Linked DNA regions of Mus musculus: all the other regions are linked to region 1. Evidence: chromatin contacts called from public HiCAR-type and HiChIP or PLAC-seq data. All regions are on one chromosome and are shown on one strand. Each heading gives the region's core, a stretch centred on a gene start, on an enhancer-like site or on the middle of the called end of the contact. The rest is flanking DNA. Distances are from core to core; before and after follow the strand shown.

Region 1 (3,821 bases), core at 523-3,022:
CCAAGTGCTCGGATTTTCCGTCAGAGAGAGATTTATGTGACCTGGATGAAACTGTAGCAAAACTGTGGGAACACCCCAGCTTCCTGCACAGAGTGGGCCCCATCTTGACTTGTTCTAACCACCTTAGTGTAAGGATCATCCGACGACGTGCCACCCACAAGGCCTGCTAGCCAGGTTGGGTGGAGGCCTTCTGGTCTCATCAGCAGGGAGGTTTCTGCTCGGCTGTGAATGTTCTCTGTGCTTCTGTTATTTGGCCAGGTTAGAGGTTAGAAAGGGTCCCCACACACCCAGATTCAAGGCCGCTGTGGTTTGGTCTCAAGGGGTCCCTGTCAAACCCTTTGTGCTCACAGTCTCTTACATGGGTGATCTGCTTGCCATACCAATTCTATGTATTACAACTTAGTATCCTGATCAGGACTGGAGAACAGCGAGTGTATTGAAACGGTGAGTGTCCCATTCTTAACATTGATTCCTGCCAACAAGTATCAGCTGATAAATACTGCTTTTTTAATGTGTGTGTGCATGTGCACATGTGTGAGCAGCTTTGTGTTTGTGAGTATGTGGGACACACATGTACCTGTGCACAAAGGCCAGAGTTCAAGCTTGGTTGTCACTGTCAGGGAAAACTGAGACTTGGGGCTCTCTGCTTAGGCTCGACTGGCCAGCCAGCAAGCCTCGAACCCCCCATCCCCATTCCCGTCTCAGCTTCCCAAGCACTGGGATAACAGGCTCATACAATAACACTTCACTTTCTCTGTGGGAGTGGGGATTTGAACTCAGGTCTTTGTGCTTGCATAGCAGTTTCCCAACCCCTCGGCTGCTACTTTCTTAGTTTTACCTCCTAATGTCACAGAACCTTAGTGTCGGTCAGATAGAGGGAAGATAGCTGGGGACCCAGGGAGAACATTAATATTTCAAATGAAATTCATTGCATGCTCAGCCTGCCGCAAGGCCTGCATGACAGAAAAATCCTGGCTAGCAGGGCTACTTGACTGTTCATGTGAATTCTGTATTTGAGGCCTCTTTAGTCAGGGGCTTCTTCCAGAGAGTCCATTCCTTTTCCTTGGGTGGGAAACACTGTAACCCAAAGGTGAGACTGACATGAGCTTTGGCAATGAGGAAAAGATCCTCTGAGATAAAGGCCTTGTCGAGTGGTGGGAAGGGCCAACCCAAGGGGAAGAGAGAACCTGCAGGGATCGCAAGTAACTCAGGGGGAGTCTTTCTGGACTCCATATGCCAAATTCATTTTCTCTTGCTTTGTAAAATAATATCTGACCACACAGATATTCATTATTTTAGGTTCCAATTTTGTTTTATAAGCACAATGCACCCTCGTTCTCTGCAGTGGTGGATCTGGGCCACATTGCTTGGTGGGAACACACACTGTCGAATGACGAGATCTTCCAACCCCAGGTTCGTGGTAATATCTAAGGCTAGGGGTGCAGGGTGCCTATGATGTGAATCCTACTGGGCTCCCAGAGCAGCCTGCAGTCTGGGTGCCGGGCAGCAGCCCGGTGAGGCCTCCCTCACCTGATGGCAAGCCCACTACCCTGAGCACAGCCACCTCCCTGGCAAACGCGTCCCAACCCAGTCGGCCAGCTTTTGTTTCCCGTGCCCTGAGTTCTGCGTCTCTGAGCCCTGAGATTTCCCTGGGCGGAAGTGGCTGCACGCCTCCTTCCTTTGTCTCAAGCAGAGGGTTTAATAGCTAAAGTAACTAAAAAGGTCTAACAACAGAAAGGCTCTGGTTTCCAGAGAAACCGTAAAAACAGACCCAGTCTCCATGGCAAAGAGAGAAGCTATTTGCTTCAGCCTTTTCAGAGCGGAGCGAGCTGACAGCTTTCCTATAATCAGCCCCGGTGATTTGTAGCCACTAACTATATTATAATGTTAACTATGGGAGGTCTTCGAAAATACGCAGGCGGAAAAAGCGAAATAATGCGCTGGCTTTTCTCCACTGTCCCATGAATACATTATCAATTTACGATTTATAAAATAGTCTCTGCTAATGATTGCACCTGACGCGGGGAGGCGATGTCCATCTCGGAGGGTTGCCTTCTGCAGTTCTCTTGAGGTAGCTGCATCTCTTTAGAAGTCTGCATACAGTCTAAGTTTCTCCTCCTCTGTTGCATTCATTTCCAGGAATGGGAGTGGAGCATGCAATGTGGGTGCATTTGATTTCACCTGCTACATGCCAAGAGTTTATTATCTAAGGCCTGGAGCTACTGTTGCTTCGTGGTGTGTGTGTGTGAGTGTGTGTGTGTGTGTGTGAGAGAGAGAGAGAGAGAGAGAGAGAGAGAGAGAGAGAGAGATGCCATTACAGACACTGCCCTGTACTTCTAGTTGACACTCAGGCTGAGATGCGTGCAGGGTTTGCTCCTGCTGGGCTGGAGGCACCACAACTCTGAAACCTTCCTTTGCTGGAACATGCATGGATTTGAGTTTCAGTCTCCATCTTTTATTTAAAAGCCTGAATCTCCCTCACGAACACACTCTCTCTCACATCTCTCTCTCTCTCTCTCCTAATGATTACTGTACACAGGTCAGAGGTGGCTTCACTATTAAGTCTGACCAGATGAAGCAGCACAGTGTCACTAACTCTCTCTTGCTGGGACTGTGTCTGTCTGTCTGTCTGTCTATCTGTCTGCCTGCCTTCTCTCACACACATATCAGCCCACACATACATGTGACATGGGATTACATATTACATATCCATTATCATGTATGTCCCAAAAGATTTTTATCAACATGGAAAGGAGCACTGATGTAACAGGAGGGTCACCATTTTAGTTTGACCTCTGGAAAAATGCAAATATCTTCTCTTTGGGGGATATCACCAGAAAAAAATTAGATGAAGTATATATATATATATTTTTTAAATTAACTTTTATGCCACATGATAGGGTCTTCAAGAAAACTTGGAGTTTTCGACTGATCTTCATTAGCTTGGAGGATAGGGTCAGGAAGATAAATATCTGATGTCTAAGCTGTGTTACCTAACGGTTGCCTCATTTTAAAACAGTGTAATAAAAAGCTCGAACGCTTGGCCCCCAAACTTAAATGGCTTTGTGCAACTACACATTAATCAAGCTTGCCCAGTAGTGTGTTGAAGACAAATGTACTTACACTTTAACTTACATGTCAGGTGCATAGTCACAGAGCTGATGTGGATGGAGGCTTTCTCTCAGGCTGCTAAAATTTCAAGTGACCAGCACAGGGAAGGAGCCTCCAGCAGGCAGCATCTAAGCTACAAGGGAGATGCCTGAACACCCCTTCTGCACGTGGGGGGGGGGGGGGAATCTGCATAAAAGGCAACAATGTGTCTTCATTTCCTGCTTTTGTTCTCTAATCTATTTGAACGAATTTGATGTGGTCTGGAAGTCTGCAAGGGGAGCAGGGTGTTTGGGTGGGATCATCACTCAGCTGGCCCCGGCTTCCTGGGAAAGGAGGTGGAGGGCAGGTGAGGGCACTAGCACCAGAGAGGGGTAACGTGATAAATGTTCCATGTTGGAACCTAGGAAAAATCGGCAAACACTCCATGCCCTCCATCTAGGATCACAAGGAAAACCTCCCAAAGTGAAAAGCTATTACCTCAAATCCCTGCGATCTCGCTTCTCCCTGTCTACAGAGTAACTATTTATGTATCAGTGTGGTCTTCTATGGCAGCCTCACTCCCTGTCCATGCTGGGTTTTATAAATTGCTTAAAGATAAAAAGCCTTACCCTGCTGTAAAAAAAAAAAAAAAAAAAAAAAAAAAGAAAGAAAGAAAGAAAGAGAGAAAGAAAAGAAAAAGAAAACGAAAAAGTAAAATATAATATTGAATT
Region 2 (3,821 bases), core at 886-3,385, 240 kb before region 1:
TAAATCTACAGGGAATTTTTGCCTGTGTGAAACTGGGGTCAGGTCTTGCACTGTGTGTGCCTCTTTTCACTCAGCTTGCAGACCTGACTGGAGTACCACCTCTGCCAAGTAGCATCCCTTCTTAGCATTTCCGGGGTGCTGGGAGAGAAAACACTGTCTGGGTGATGGCTCTTGTCAGTTTCCCCATTGTCAGGCCCAATCTTACGTTCCTCCACACTCACAATATTTCCCCACTGGGAACGCGCCTGACATTGCAATTTCTCACAACTGCAGCTCTGCAGTGAATGCCTAATTCCCGAAACTGCAAAATCTAACAAAAGCTGATTTTTTCCACTGATTTGACTGGCTGACTATTCCAAGGCTTTGCGTGTGGTGACCTGCTGTTCTCCACAAACAGAGTCTTTAATGTACCCACAAGGCTGTTCTGAAGTGGCCGAGGGCAATTAAATCCTCACGAGAAATCCGCAGGGCATTCAGGAAGACTCTAAGGCCACCGTCTCTGACACAGGCAAATTTCCCCAGAAGGTCACTTAGCATTTGCTTCTGCAGCATTCTGCTCTTCCACTTTGAACTTCGAACTCACAGCCTACTTTCTACCTAAGTGTGTGAGTCCACAGGGTGCGCCCACTGTGCAGGGATGTGCGAGTTTGTTATTTAAAACAAAAACAAAGAAACGCTGAAAACTGGCTCTGTCCTGTCCCTGCTGGTGGAGTCTGTTCATGTGCAGGTGAGAATTTAGAAGATTTGGCAATTTTGTGTTTTTTATTTGTCCTACCCAAACATAGGCTCTTTGTCTGTGCGTGTATATTACTTCCTTGGGCTTTTATATTTTCCACATTTGTCAAACATTATCAGTTAACCGATATCATCTCAGTAGGAATTCCCAATGGGGCGCTAAGGAGGACAAACCTATTTCCCTGTCCTCAGGCCTCCCTCCACGTTCCTGGTCTCCATCAACGTGAATAAATAGTAAATTTTGCCCTTTAGTATTTCACTCAACCAAGTCTGGCGACTAAACTGTCTTAGTAATGCCTTCCGTTCAATACCATCTCATCTATAGCTTGCAAAGACACTGTCCTTTCAATACCATCTCATCTACAGCTTGCAAAGACACGGATGGCTGTACTGAGTCTAAAATAATGCAGGGGTTACGAGAGGACCACTGAGTCCAGCTTCCAAGAACTTGCCCTTATTTTTATTTATTTATGTATTGCTACTCAAATAAACGGGACCTCTTGGGTAGAGGCCCGTGCAGCTTTCTCTTTAGACTCGAATCCCAAGGAATAGTACCCAGGAGGCACCCTAGACTTAGCCAGTGCAGACGGTTCCCTGAGAACGAAACCTTTGAAGGTAGCTAGTCACTGTCCAGGCCTAGACGCAGCCTGTGTCCGCTGTTGCCCAGAACCCAGTTCTGCCTGGAGCTGCTTGCCACTCTGTCTTTTCCTTGTCTTTGCTTGCCTGGAAACCCTGCTTCCCCTCCCCCTCTCTGCGCCCACTTGTTGCGGTCCCGCCTGGGACCTGCTTGGTTTCCCGACTGATTGTAAAAGGGTTTGGCTTGAGGCTGACCCCAGGTCAGGACTTTCTCCGCCATAACCCTGCAGTCTTTAACACACACCGCTCTTTTCTTAATTCCCCAACGGCCTTCGGGCAAGCGTGGGCATGAGTACGGTGGACGCCAAGCCCTTACTTGCCACCCCCGCAAGGACAGACAAGCTGGAAGAAAGCACCGATCGCCCTGAACCTGTGCCTACGATGGGGCGGCTGGGGAAGAGAGGGGCTGAGGAGGCGGGAAGCGGACCGAATACCAAGACAAAGGGAGGGCTTGGCAGCGCGTGGTGGAAAAGCCAAGCAAGAGCAGAGGCTGCAGACCGGAGGCTAGGGGAAGGGCAGGGATGAGAAGACTTGGTGGACAGGAAAGTGGTGAGAGGGACATGAGAGCAGAGCAAGGTGCGGGTCTCAGCGGACAGCAGAACCACAGAAGCACGGGTGACTTGGAACTCAGGAGGCAGCGTGGAAGATCCACTGGAGGCCGGCCCGCTCCCCCAGAGGTCCTGGCCTCAATGCCTGGGACGGAGGATGCTGTCCGCCGCCGCACTGCCCCGCTGGTTCTGGGGGCGGGTGAAGCTGGGTCCTGCCAGGCACAGCTGGAGAGGAAGGGCCGGGCGGGAGGGGGGAAGAGGAGGGCTGAGAAGAGAAGGAGGGGTGGTGAGGCTTCCCAGCTTCGAGCTGGGGAGGCAGGCTTGAGCTGCGCTGCAGGAGCCTGGACCAGTCCACCCGCCACCCGCCACCCCGCACAGAGGGACTCTGGCATTCTCGCCCCGGGGGCCCGCGCTGCGCCTCTCTCTTCCTTATCCGTCCGCCCTCTCAATCCCGCCAAGTGCTGCGCCAAGGCCAAGTCTGCTCTCCTCCTGAACTTTCCCAGGACTCTAACCTACGGTTAGATTCCACCGCGGGGCTCCCGGACACCCGCTGCGGAAGCTGGGTTGGGGAGAGGGCGTGACCACAAGAGCTCAGGGGCCCCGAGCCAGCAGTGCTGAACCCGGGCTGGACAGAGCTTGCTTTCCTGCGTCCCCAGAACATGAGTGCTGGGGAGGGCTTCTGGAATAAACTGGAATTTTCCGGAGACAGAGCTCGGCAGTGCCCAGTCTTTGTCGGGGAAAATGAAATGCGTGAATATGAGTGTTATTCTTCTCCCACACGCATGATTTTAATAGACCTATCAGTCACATCCCGACACATCTGCAGATCAGGCGCGCTGCGCCCGCAACTCCTTTAAAAAAATTAATTCGTTTCATCTGCCTACTAGTGCGTTTGAGGGAGGGTGTCAAAGTCTCAGTGGCAACAATAAAAAGGGGCCAGTGAGTTTTTTTTTTTTAAGTGAGCAAAGAAAGGGGAATAGGAGAGAGGGAGGGAGAGGGGCAAGGGGGCGGAGGGGGGGCGACCACCAGGCAAACCATCCCGCTCAGTTTACCCGTGGGTTAGAAGCCACCCAGGCGCCCTACACGAAGTTATGCAAACTTTATCCACGCTTCGCAAAGATCCTGCCCCATTCTCCACACAGAGTTTTAAACAAGATCGCACTAATAGAAGGAAACACCGCCCGAACTTTGGAAGTGAGTTATCTGGTAATCATAGCCATAAAAAAAAAAAACAAAAACAACAACAACAAAAAACCCTCACTTGAATAAAAATGTGCATGGCTCGGTAAGGTACTGAAACTACCCTTGAGTTGGGCTCTAAGTAAGACCTAGGAGAAAATTCTCTCCATTTATTTAAAATGGAGAAAGTTTGTCTGTCTGGATCTGGCCTCGATCTTGAGAGAAGCCCCCCCCCCTCTGTATTGTTTTCAAATTAAGTCATTAGAGAATTTCTCCTTGTCTTTCACATCAGTAGAACCCAAAGGAAGGTGGCTTGAAAGCCTGGCACAAAGAGTTCTTGTTCACTGGGTAGAGCTCAAGTAGGGAGCACAAACCTCTGAAAGTCTTGGGGTGGGGGTGGGGGCTGAGCTGTCTGATACTAACAAGATGACTAACTTTATGTGGGGTGCTTCACTTAAAGTGGCCATAACTCCTATGCACTGAGCCCTGGTTTAGTTGCCCCCAGCCAAGGCACACCAGGAACTCCAGAAGCCCAGGCAAAACAGAGGTGAGTGTGGCCACCTTTGATTCTCCCTAAATAAAGAGCAGGGTGGTGTTGGGGGCCAGTCTGCAAAGGTCTTGGCGTTTTAAGGGGGAAGTGGGTTGGACTCTAAACACTCTCTAGAATTTCCCTGAGGCTATTGGGGCATTTCTTCCTAGACTGCCACAGAGTGTGGCCTCCCT
Region 3 (3,821 bases), core at 399-2,898, 160 kb before region 1:
ATATTCATATTCCACATGCACACTCATGCAAATGCCTATGTATATGCTCACATACACAATACAAGCACATCACACATATCACACACACACGGACACATGCATGCTCAAACACTATATACAACACAAACACCACACATACATATCCATATACACACTAACATACATTCATACACAAACACATCACACACATATTCACATTCTCCCATATAAAAATGTAAATATATCACACACATCATAATATATATATATTCATTCCTACATGAACATACACATGTATCTATACAACATGTATCATAGCTACATATGTATACCCACATACACACACTTTCACATTCACATATAATACATGTCACATACATCAACCCAACATGTATATTCCCTCAATTTTCACATACATGTACATAAAATATATACATACATCACAATCAGACACATACCCACACACTGTCATATATACATATGCAACATATACCACACACTTCACACCACATATGTATATAGTTATACCCACTTATAACACATGCTTATGTATGTGTACACATATCATGGTTACATGTATCTAACACATACATACTCATCTATACTTTGTGTGCAGAGACTCCTCATATACATGCATACACATGACTCACACACATGTACACACAGAGGCACAGAAACACACATCAAACTTATGTACTGACTTCCAAAACTCATATACACATGTTTACACACATGTCCAAATGCACAGATGTGCATACATCACATATGAGCACACATACTTACCCTTTAACACACACACACACACACACATCCATGCACACTCATTAATGTGGGCATACACACTCACAGTTACACATGTATACATACATATCCAAAGCTGCACACATGAACACATTATACCTCCCATGTGTTCACATGCTGGAATAGACTCACCCACATTCATGGGCACATATATTTATTTGTACATGTGCATAAAACATGAGTTTCCCCTATACATGTGCTCACACAGTCCTGCCATCGGCTTGGTACCAGGGGTGTTCTCTGGGACACCTGTCCCTCCAGCCTGAGGCCTCCCCTCCGCACTCATCCATCGGTGCACATCCTCGGCTGCCGCATCTTCCTGCATTCTCATGCCCGCGACAGTCAGATGCACACACAGATCGGAAAAGCAATTGCCACTCTTTGTTTATTTTCCTATAAATAAAGCCTCAGTATATCAGACCCTCGGAGTATTTTTAGAAAGTTCTGGTTACTACAGCAGAATTCAGTATCTGGCCCATTCATAAGCTCTCTGCGCTTCAGAAAAACAAGACCCGCTGCCGCCGGTTTCCACCAGCCTTCTGCCAGTTTTGCTTTCTAAATTATTCAACATTAAGATCCAGTCAACTCTCCTACCTCCTCAAAAAACTCCTGCAAACAGTGCCAATTAAGTTGCTGAAAACAGCCGATTTCCACTGATACCGTACAGATAAAGCTGACCATTAAATTGCAATTTGCCATCCCAGCCAGCGGTGGCTGCTGACAGCCTGCCGGGCTTGTAATCTCATTTAACCCTTCCTGTCAGGAGCGCCCCACCCCTTCACATAATGCCACCAAATTAGACTCGACAGGGCGGTTGGAAAGCGAAGCCTCTTTAGCTAAAAGTCAGGCCGCAGTGGGCAGCCCTGACCTTCAGTGGCCCCATTGGCCTCCGTTCTCCAGGGACTCTGGAGACATTTGCTTCCAGAGACAGGCCTGGTGACAGAGGGGTGGGGCGGGGCCCTGGCCACCAGGAGCTTGGCTTTCCCTGGGGGCAAATTACAGAGAGTTTTTTTCTAAACAATGGAGGGAAATTTCACCTGGGCCTTTCAAGTCTTTCTTTGGTAATAAAAGACGAATCAGGTGCTTCTGTTCAAACCCGCACTGGCTCAATATTTTCCTCTGCCTGTGGTGCCCTCTGACTTGGAGCCAGGGGGAGGCTCTGCTGGAACACAGAGCCCCCACCCCCCTCCGGCCTCACCGCCTGCATTTTAGATGAGGCCATCTTAGCTGGTGGCTGGCGTCTTCAAAGCCACCCCAACTGGCATTTACTGCAGTCCAATTTTCAGAAGGGAAGCAGCTGCCTGGGGCCCCTCACTCCATCGTCCCCTGCCGCCCACCCATCCCACCCGTTTTGTTCGGTGCCCAGTATCATCCTGACAACACCGATTTCTTAGGATAGTCATGCCTGCTTCCCGAAATCAAAGCCCAGCCCACAGTGTTTAATATCCAACAACAACCACAAGTCTGGAATTTAGCCCAAGTGACTTTATATCATCCTATTAGAAAATAATTCTCCCCCCCTTTCTCTTTCCGTTTCTCTCTCTGTCTCTTTCCTTTCTTTCATCTTTAAAACAATCAGTTATTAATCTAAAAGAGCTTCCGTGAGCACACAGGTTTTTCCCTCCCACAAGAACAAATTAAATGTTTCAAGGTCACATCACAGGCCAGAGCAGCGTCTTCAAGAGCAAATGTATTTTTTTGTTTTATAGGAAGGTCCCCAAACAACGTACTTGAAAATTCTGTCAGACTTCTCACCCCACTTCCCTGTTTGTATCTAGAAATTAGGTTGTAATTGCACAAATGAAAAACTATATATACAAGTATAGCTTAGGGAGAAATGGGAGAGAGAGAGAGAGAGAGAGAGAGAGAGAGAGACTTTGAATTGATTTGCTTCTCTTTGGGAAACAATATGAAAAAGCAGAGAAAGTTCACAATGTTTGTGGGTTCTGGGGCGCGCTCTGCTTTCTCACTGCATCTCCTTGTGCATATCAGCTGTCTACCCCTGGCTGATGGCCCCTGCGCCCACACCCTCTCTGTGACTCACCCTTCAGACTCCCAGAGCCTCACAGCGGGGGGAAAGGACTCTCAGGACTTCTGGAAGCTGCCGCCCTTGGCTGGGTGGTGGTCGCTGTGGTCAGTCCCAGCTTCAGACCTCAGTTCATCCTCGATGCCGGCCGACTCGAGCTCCGAGCCACCCCACCCCACCCCACCCCTCAGCCTCTTCTTTCTCCTCCTTGAAGAAAGTTAGCTGGACTTGCAACCGAAGCCACCTCAATGTTTATCCCACTTCCTGGGGCTGCAGTGGAGTGAAGTCCTGCCTGCCCAAGCCTTTTGCGATGGAGTGGTTTATTTAATTTGTCAGTATAATGGGAGCAGCTGAATGAGAGACAGAGAATGCAGTGTGGTATAAAAGAAACAAAGGCTAAAAGTACCACTATTTTGATTCTCTTTTTAAAATTACTTCCAAAGTGTGGTGTCCATTGTGAGGAGGAATGCTGAGCAAAGCCAGGGTCTTGGCAGTGTTCACAGAGCTCATTCACCCACAGCCAGCCCTGTCTGTACATTCAGAGGTAGAATACACTTATAAATGATGTATTGGAGGGACTATAGCTCCCATTGTGCCTTCGGTGTAAACAAAAAAGCAGACCGGAGCTGACTGGCATATGGGCAGCGAGGCCTGGCTGGACCCAGCCAGTCTCTCCTCTGTGAGGGAAACTGGGAACTGGAATGGCTCACAGGGCAGGTTATTCCTGAAGGCTTCACTCCTGGGCTCTCCTCTCCACCCACCACCAACCCTGAGGCTGGACACTGGGCCTTCTAGAACATTCTGCTGGTCAGCACAGGCTAGATGGTATCTATCCCACTGCCTGGTGTAAACTATGTCATGACTCTTCTGGAATTTCCAGATTCTCCTCTTGGGGAATACCTCTGTTACCAACAGCACCCACAGGTTTCAAAGCACACGTGTATGGCCTTGGGGTACCATGTGCTGAGATTGGGATGTAGCCTAGGCTAGCTCTTGCTCAGAAGAGGGCTCTTTG

The links. HiCAR-type assays count read pairs that join an accessible place to other places. HiChIP or PLAC-seq counts read pairs in DNA pulled down with a chosen protein or histone mark.
Region 2: a contact with region 1 is called in an H3K4me3 HiChIP or PLAC-seq map of forebrain, with 4 times the contacts expected there. The contact joins two enhancer-like sites. A contact is called at or near these places in 1 of 39 promoter capture datasets (hippocampal neurons), 2 of 484 Hi-C or Micro-C datasets (both in cortical neurons) and 12 of 115 datasets of contacts at active chromatin or transcription factors (VIP interneurons, craniofacial prominence, embryonic basal ganglia and 8 more).
Region 3: a contact with region 1 is called in a HiCAR-type map of astrocytes, with 2.7 times the contacts expected there. The contact joins two enhancer-like sites. A contact is called at or near these places in 2 of 484 Hi-C or Micro-C datasets (cortical neurons and nephron progenitors) and 5 of 115 datasets of contacts at active chromatin or transcription factors (astrocytes, embryonic basal ganglia, embryonic forebrain and 2 more).

The regions. Positions count from the first base shown.
Region 1 is chr8:12,163,827-12,167,647 of GRCm38.p6, reverse strand. No RefSeq gene overlaps it. Among named protein-coding and RNA genes, the nearest start is that of Gm33029, 74 kb to the left of the region's middle. Within about 2 kb of position 1,772, at least 34 of the 459 cell types and tissues checked have an H3K27ac peak or open chromatin away from gene starts, as enhancers often do. A contact at or near this core is called in astrocytes, cortical neurons, forebrain and 2 more, where this site is marked.
Region 2 is chr8:12,399,630-12,403,450 of GRCm38.p6, reverse strand. All of the region lies in intron 1 of Sox1ot (Sox1 overlapping transcript), which reads right to left. Among named protein-coding and RNA genes, the nearest start is that of Sox1, 6.0 kb to the right of the region's middle. Within about 2 kb of position 2,135, at least 67 of the 459 cell types and tissues checked have an H3K27ac peak or open chromatin away from gene starts, as enhancers often do. A contact at or near this core is called in cortical neurons, forebrain, neural progenitor cells and 1 more, where this site is marked.
Region 3 is chr8:12,322,933-12,326,753 of GRCm38.p6, reverse strand. No RefSeq gene overlaps it. Among named protein-coding and RNA genes, the nearest start is that of Gm33175, 5.4 kb to the right of the region's middle. Within about 2 kb of position 1,648, at least 17 of the 459 cell types and tissues checked have an H3K27ac peak or open chromatin away from gene starts, as enhancers often do. A contact at or near this core is called in astrocytes, where this site is marked.